Linked DNA regions of Sus scrofa: region 1 is linked to region 2. The links are chromatin contacts, called in public HiChIP or PLAC-seq maps. All regions are on one chromosome and are shown on one strand. Each heading gives the region's core, a stretch centred on a gene start, on an enhancer-like site or on the middle of the called end of the contact. The rest is flanking DNA. Distances are from core to core; before and after follow the strand shown.

Region 1 (3,475 bases), core at 935-3,434, 220 kb after region 2:
GGGGTCGTTATGTCAACCAGATAATAAAATATACCCACCCTCACACGGGAATGTTCCCACTTGGCATGCATGCACAAGAAGTCATTCTAACTGAAGCCTAGGCATTTTGAGGGGATTGTGCAGCCTCTTTTTCAACATTCTGGTATCTAGACATTTATTACATTCTAAGGCAGACTAACCTATTTATGAGCGGATATGTCTGAAAGTTCTTTCTCATACCCAGCTGAAAGCTGTCATTCCACAGGGTCTAAGTTTCAGTTATGGGAGTGATAAGAAATAACCCTGATTTTTTTTTTTTTTTTTTGTCCTTTTAGGGCAGCACCTGCAACATATGGAAATTCCCAGGCTATGGGGTCGAATTGGAGCTGTAGTAGCTGGCCTACAACACAGCCACAGCAAAGCCAGATCCGGGCCTTGTCTGCGACCTACACCACAGCTCATGGCAACACCGGATCCTTAACCCACTGAGAGGCCAGGGATCGAACCTGTGTCCTCATGGATACTAGTTGGGTTTGTTAACCACCGAGCCAGGACGTGAACTCCGACCCCTGATATTTTTTATTCGACAGTTCTTCCAATGCTTACAGTCAGTTGTCACATCCTCCCTGGCGATCCCTCTAGACAGCCCAGTATTTTTTTTTTTTTTTTTTTTTTTACGGCCATGCCTGCTACATACAGAAGTTCCCAGGATAGGGGTTGAATCAGAGCTGCAGCAGCTGGCTGACACCACAGCCACAGCAACGCCAGATCTGATCTGCATCTGTGGCCTACACCACAGCTTGTGGCAATGCCAGACCCTTAACCCACTGAGGGAGGCCAGGGATCGAACCCACATTCTCATAGATACTAGTTGGGTTCTTAACCCACTAAGCCACAATGGGAACTTCACCTCCAGTTTCTTTTTTGTGACTAAGTTCTGAGTCTCTTTTCCATATTGGCCACTTTTCACTGGACACAAAAGAAAATAATAATACTCCATGGCCAGCATGGAGTGAAACAGTACTACTACATTAGATTTGAGGGGAAAATTGAAACATACTTATCTCATCAGAAACTGAAACTTTTTACTCACAGAATACCATTTTGGGGAAAACAAACTTCCTAAGAAAGAAGGTCTTAAAAAGCCCTATTATCTAAATGAAATTTCAGAATCAAATATACCTTACCTATCTTAAATGCCTTTTTCCCTTTGAATTCAAATCTCTTGTTAAAGTGCGGGCTTAGGAACTGAGGTTGATGAAGAAAAAAATACTAACCTTTAATAAGCAAGTTACTGCACTTGGTACTTTCTGTACATTACTTCATTTAATGCTGTCAATAATCCCATCAGAAGGTATGATTATTATTATTACCTCTCCATTTACAGATGAGAAAGCTGAGACCCGGGAAGGTTAAGTAACTTGATCAGAGACACAGAGTCCTTAAGTAACAGAACTAAGACTCAAATCCCTTTTTATCCCACACACTTCCCATACATATCTTTATTATGACAAAGCTGATCTTCTATGTGGTTTAGAAAGTACAATATGCCTTATCAGGAGTTCCCGTTGTGGCTCAGTGGGTTGCAGATCTGACTAGTATCCATAAGGATGTAGGTTTGATCCTTGGCCTCACTCAGTGGGTTAGGGATCCCGAGTTGCCATGAGCTGTGGTGTAGGTCACAGACTTGGCTCAGATCCCATGTTGCTGAGGCTGTCTCACTGGCTAGTAACTGTAGCTCTTATTTAACCCCTAGCCTAGGAAATTCTAGATGCCGTGGGTGCAGCCCTAAACAGAAAGAAAAAAAAAAAAAAAAAATATATATATATATATATATATATATATATATATATATGCCTCATCAGCTCTGATGTCCTGCCTGCTTAAAGCACAGCTCTGATTTTTTCCTACATGGATACATACACAGAAGAGAGGTGGATCCTTGCTGTGTGGATGAAATCCTTTCTGGCGACAGGAAGAAATCTCCTCTAGTCCATGGTCAGTTAGTCTAAAGAATCCAGTTCTGAAACAAAAAAAAGCAGGTCCAGAATCAGGCAAAGATGTCCCCTCAATCGCACACACACACACACACACACACAGACATACACACACATGCACACACACACACACACACACACACACACACACAGAGCAGAGCTCATTTTGAGACAGCTTCAAAAATATGCCAGCTCATAGGTCTCTTCTCTGGTGAATGAATCAGAGGTAGAAAATGACTCATCACAGCCACCACACTAGTTTTGCGGGAGATTTCATAGTAAATAACAGGATTTAGAGTGAAAGGAAGTTAACTTTCGGAGATAATCTGTTGGATTTTGAAATTCGCTAATCTGACCTCAATCTCTTGAAATTCCTACTGCTTCAAGTCCAACACTTCAAATTTCAAAAGTCCTTTTCTTAGAAAAGCACTTCAGTCATTGCTTGGATACTTTTTTTTAAACAAGCAGAGTATGTTTATGAGGATATAGGGCTTTTAAAAAAAAAACCTTTTGGAAAAGCCAATCAATACCATAATCTATATATTTTACAGAGAACAAGGTCTTAGAATGGCTTCCCCCCCCACCACTAAAACCCTGAACCACAAGCTTTGTACTTACTCCTGGAACTTGGGGGAACAAACAATGGCTATAGACTCTGGCAACATCATCTGGTAGGAGCAGTGAGTGTGCAGGTCAACGCTGGAGAGGAAGGCGGTCTGTGTGGGATGAGTCTGAGCAGAGAAAAAGAGCCAGGGACCCCTTCAGTGAGAATACACAGCCAAGCCTGGGCCATGAAGGAAGCTAAAGCCAAATAATTCTCAATAACTTGCAGCAATCTCTTTAAGTGCAAAGCCACGAGCAGCCATGAGGAATACACCTGAAGTTCAGAATAAGTAATGAATTTCCTTCCTTCACATACTCTCTTCACTCCCATAACCTCTAATTGCCCATCGAGACTTATCTGGCTTCTCACAAGCTCTCTCTGCATGACAGAGTCACCCATACTGCAAGAATATGGCACATGCTGCCTAATACTTCAACATGGACTTAACAAACCACAGTTAGATGAATGAGTCTTCGTCCTAACAGAGGTGTTAAAAGTCCAGCATGAGTCTGGGGCTTTATAGACAAAAGTGGCAAAAGGTGTCCTGTGGTTAAGGCATATCATCCAAGGATATGAGAGGGAGAGAGTGACTGGGGTTAAATCACACAAAGGACCCTGCCTTATTTGGGAAAAGGATCAAGATATTGAAATTTGAGAGTTGTCAATTAAAGCATCACCTAAATTGCATTCCATTTATTTCATTTGCTTTCAATTATTTAATGTTTTATTGGGCACATTCTTGGTACACAAATGAACCACTGTACAATGACTTGCGCTCGTCTCAGAGGGGATGTGATTTTAGATGACAAGGACAGAAAAAGACCCAATGTGGACTTCCTGCTGTGGCACAGTGGGTTAAGAATCTGACTCTGGGGTTGCTGCAGAGATGTGGATT
Region 2 (3,545 bases), core at 1,045-3,544:
TTTTATGTTGTCCTAAGCTATCTGCAGAGAAAATGCTGCATATCCATGTGCTTTTAGTTGAAACGCAAAGAAAGTCTTGCTACTATGGAAAACAGTTTTTGGCAGGTCCTCAAAAAGTTAAATGTATCTAACCAGGCGCACTTAAGAGTACAGCCAAGGGGAGGGTGGGGACTAGGGACCCGGACAGACACTGGCCCCCCACATTCTTCAGAGCAGCAGCATCCAGCAACAGCCAAAAGGCAGAAACAATGCAAGTGTCCGTCAACTTTTGAATGGATAAACAAAATGTGGCACATCCACACGACGGAATACTTCTCAACCTTTACACTACAACATGAATGAACCTTTGAGGACATTATGGTTCAGTGAAATAAGCCAGACACAAGAACACAAATGTTGTATGATTCCACTTACACGAGGCACCTGCAGTTGCTAAATTTATAGAGATAGAAGGTTCAACGGTGGTTATCAAGGGCTGGGATGAGAGGGAGAGAGGGTTGGAGAGTTTCCTGGGTGTAGGGTTTCAGTATGGGATGATGAAAAAGGTTTGGAAATCAATTGTGGCGATGATTGCTTAACAATGTAATGTAGTTGATGCCACCAACGGTACACTTAAAAATGGTTAGGGGATTTCCTGTCGTAGCGCATCGGAAACGAATCTGACTAGAAATCATGAGGTTGAGGGTTCGATCCCTGGCCTTGTTCAGTGGGTTAAGGCTCCAGTGTTGCCGTGAGCTATAGTGTAAGTCGAAGACACGGCTCAGATCCCGCGTTGCTGTGGCTGTGGTGTAGGCCGGCGACTACAGCTCTGAATAGACCCCTAGCCTGGGAACTTCCATATGCCGTAGGTGCTGCCCTCAAAAGACAAAGAGAAAAAAAAAAAAATTGGTTAGGAAGGGCAGTCACCTATAATGGAACATGACCAAGGATAATGCAAGAAAAAGAATGCAGGAGTTCCCTTTGCAGCTCAGTGGTAACAAACTGGTATCTGTGAGGGTTCAGGGTTCAATCCCTAGCCCTGCTCAGTTGATTAAGGACCTGGTGTTGACATGAGCTGTGGTGTAGGTCAAAGACACGGCTTGGATCCCGCGTGGCTGTGACTGTGGCTGTGGCGTAGGCCAGCAGCTGCAGTTCCAATTCAACTCCTAGCCCAGGAACCTCCATATGCCACGGGTGCAGCCTTGAAACCTATCCCCCGGCCCCCCAAAAGAGAATGTATGTGTGTGTGTGTGTGTGTGTGTGTGTGTGTGAAACTAGGTCATTTAGCTGTACAGTAGAAACAGACAGAACACTGTAAATGAACGACAATGGAAAAAATAAAAATCATTTAAAAAAATAGTTAGGAGTTCCTATGTGGCTCAGTGGGTTAAGGATTTGGCATTGTCACTGCTGTGGCCAGGGAACTTCCACATGCTATGGGTGCAATCAAAAAACAAATGGTTAAAGCGGCAAATTTTATGTTATGTATATTTTAACATAATTTAAAAATGTATAGTGTAATACACCAAAACCCACTGAACAGTATACTTTAAATGAGTGAATTTATGGTATATGAATTATATCTCAATAAATCCATTTAGAAAAAAAAGAAAGCACGGCCTGGGGCCCTGCTCTGCACCCAGGTCCCCACCTCACTCTCCGCTCGCTCACTAAACACCGCCCTGGATCACAACAGGATATATGCCAAGGCAATGGGTACAGCAGTCGGGGGATGAGGTGGCTGAATCTCTCCCCAAAATCCCAAGTAATTCTTTGACCAGATAAGACATGGGGCCCAGTGAAGAGGGGAGACTGGGAAGGGCTCCAGGTAGCAGGGGGAGGGACAAGGATGTGCAGCGGGGCTTCTGCAAAGGACTAGAAGCAGGACACTCACTTACACACATCTCCAGACTCTAGCAAGAGGGGCAGATGGCTGGGAGAGGATGAAATGGGACGGCCACCAACATAACACAAGCAGCACAGATCAAGCCCTCAACTGGGACGACGGGGACTGAACCAGGAAAAGAACTGGGTTCCAGAGACACTCAGGAGAAAGGTGACTTTGGAACCACTCAACTACAAGGGCTGAGGGACAGGAAGTCTGAGATGACTTGCACATTTTGTGGCAGTGCAAGATACTGGGTGGGTATGGGTGTTGTTTCCTGGCAGGTCAGCAGGGAACATGCCTGAGGCACTGGAAGACCTGCGTGGCTTTTCCTAGTGGCCCAACAGAACAGGTCTGGAGGTCAGGAGACGTCTGGGCTGGAGACAAGCTTGGTCAAGAGTACGTCAGTGCAGGGAGATGCCGAAAGCACCAGCAGACAGGCAGTATCAACAAGGCAAGCAGGCCAGATGTGCAACTAAGGAGCTGAGGTCGGTGGCAGGCCAGACCTTGCTCCATCAGCCCTTGCCTGGAGGAAATTTCAGCCGAGGGCACCCACCTCTTTCAGTTTTACAAGAAGAAAACGGAAATCTGGCTTTTTCAAATGAAATCTCTCCTTTTAAAGATACGAACACCAAATTCAATTTTTACAATTGTAGTGAATTAGACATAATAGAAAATCTACCATTTTAAGGGTACAGTTTAGTAGCATTAAGTTACATTGTTGAATAACTCACACCAGAACTTCTTCCATCTCCCAGAACTCTGTTTTCCCAAACAGAAACTCCACACCCATTCAACACTAACTCTCCCATCTCCCCTGACCCCGCTCCATGGTAACAAGCACTCTATTTTCTGACCGTATTAATCTGACCACTCTGGGTGCCTCATATAAGTGGAATCAGAGAGCATGCGTCCTTTAATGCCTGGCTTTACTGCATTTAGCATAACGTCCTTAAGGTTCACCCATGTTGCAGCATGTGTGAGAATTTCCTTCAAAAATTTAAAGGACACCTTGTATGCTGAACAAAACACATGCCTGGACCGTGAGCTCCTGCTTTGAGCCACAGCAATAATGGTGCCCATCACCCCCATCCCTCATAGAAGCATCAATTACATCGTCATTTATAAAACTGGTTTGGGGGATCAGCAGACATGTGAACATGCCGTGAATCACATCCCTGTGTGGCTGTGTGGCCTCCTGCAAACGGAGCCAGGCACTTCATGGGCACCTGCACACATCGTAGATCCTTAAGGCAGTGGTCCCTGTGACTGGAGGCCCTATTGTCAGCCTGTGCTCACTGCCCAGGCAGCACACTGGCTACCACTCCTGTGTGACACACGTTCAACGCACAGAGACACCTGACCTCTCAAAGCTGAGACTGAGACCTGAGGGGCAAACACATAAATGTGACTGGGCGTGAGCAGACAGGCTACACTGACAAAAGCTGTAACAAAGTGGAGCTCCCTATCCACACTCTGTGAAGGCGCCCAGCACGATGAGGTGCACAAAGTGCAGAAGTCAAAAGCAAGGCCAGTAGAAGGCACGAACCCACGGACAGTTCACATGCCAGCACAGCACAGGGTCTTCAATAAATCATTCAGATTCCCAGAGCGCTGACCTAGAACAGCACAGCGCCCAGCAGAAACCTAAACCCACTCCCCCAAACTCCCATCCTTGGTA

The links. HiChIP or PLAC-seq counts read pairs in DNA pulled down with a chosen protein or histone mark.
Region 1: an H3K27ac HiChIP or PLAC-seq map of alveolar macrophages shows a contact between it and region 2. The contact joins two enhancer-like sites. A contact is called at or near these places in 1 of 47 Hi-C or Micro-C datasets (epiblast stem cells) and 1 of 2 datasets of contacts at active chromatin or transcription factors (alveolar macrophages).

The regions. Positions count from the first base shown.
Region 1 is chr3:69,159,772-69,163,246 of Sscrofa11.1, forward strand. STAMBP (STAM-binding protein) reads right to left here. Exons shown (of 10, transcript XM_003125008.4): 8 at 2,595-2,707; 9 at 1,903-2,002. Among named protein-coding and RNA genes, the nearest start is that of STAMBP, 27 kb to the right of the region's middle. Within about 2 kb of position 2,185, at least 5 of the 83 cell types and tissues checked have an H3K27ac peak or open chromatin away from gene starts, as enhancers often do. A contact at or near this core is called in alveolar macrophages, where this site is marked.
Region 2 is chr3:68,936,012-68,939,556 of Sscrofa11.1, forward strand. The region is part of intron 6 of TET3 (methylcytosine dioxygenase TET3); the gene reads right to left. Among named protein-coding and RNA genes, the nearest start is that of BOLA3, 54 kb to the left of the region's middle. Within about 2 kb of position 2,295, at least 3 of the 83 cell types and tissues checked have an H3K27ac peak or open chromatin away from gene starts, as enhancers often do. A contact at or near this core is called in alveolar macrophages, where this site is marked.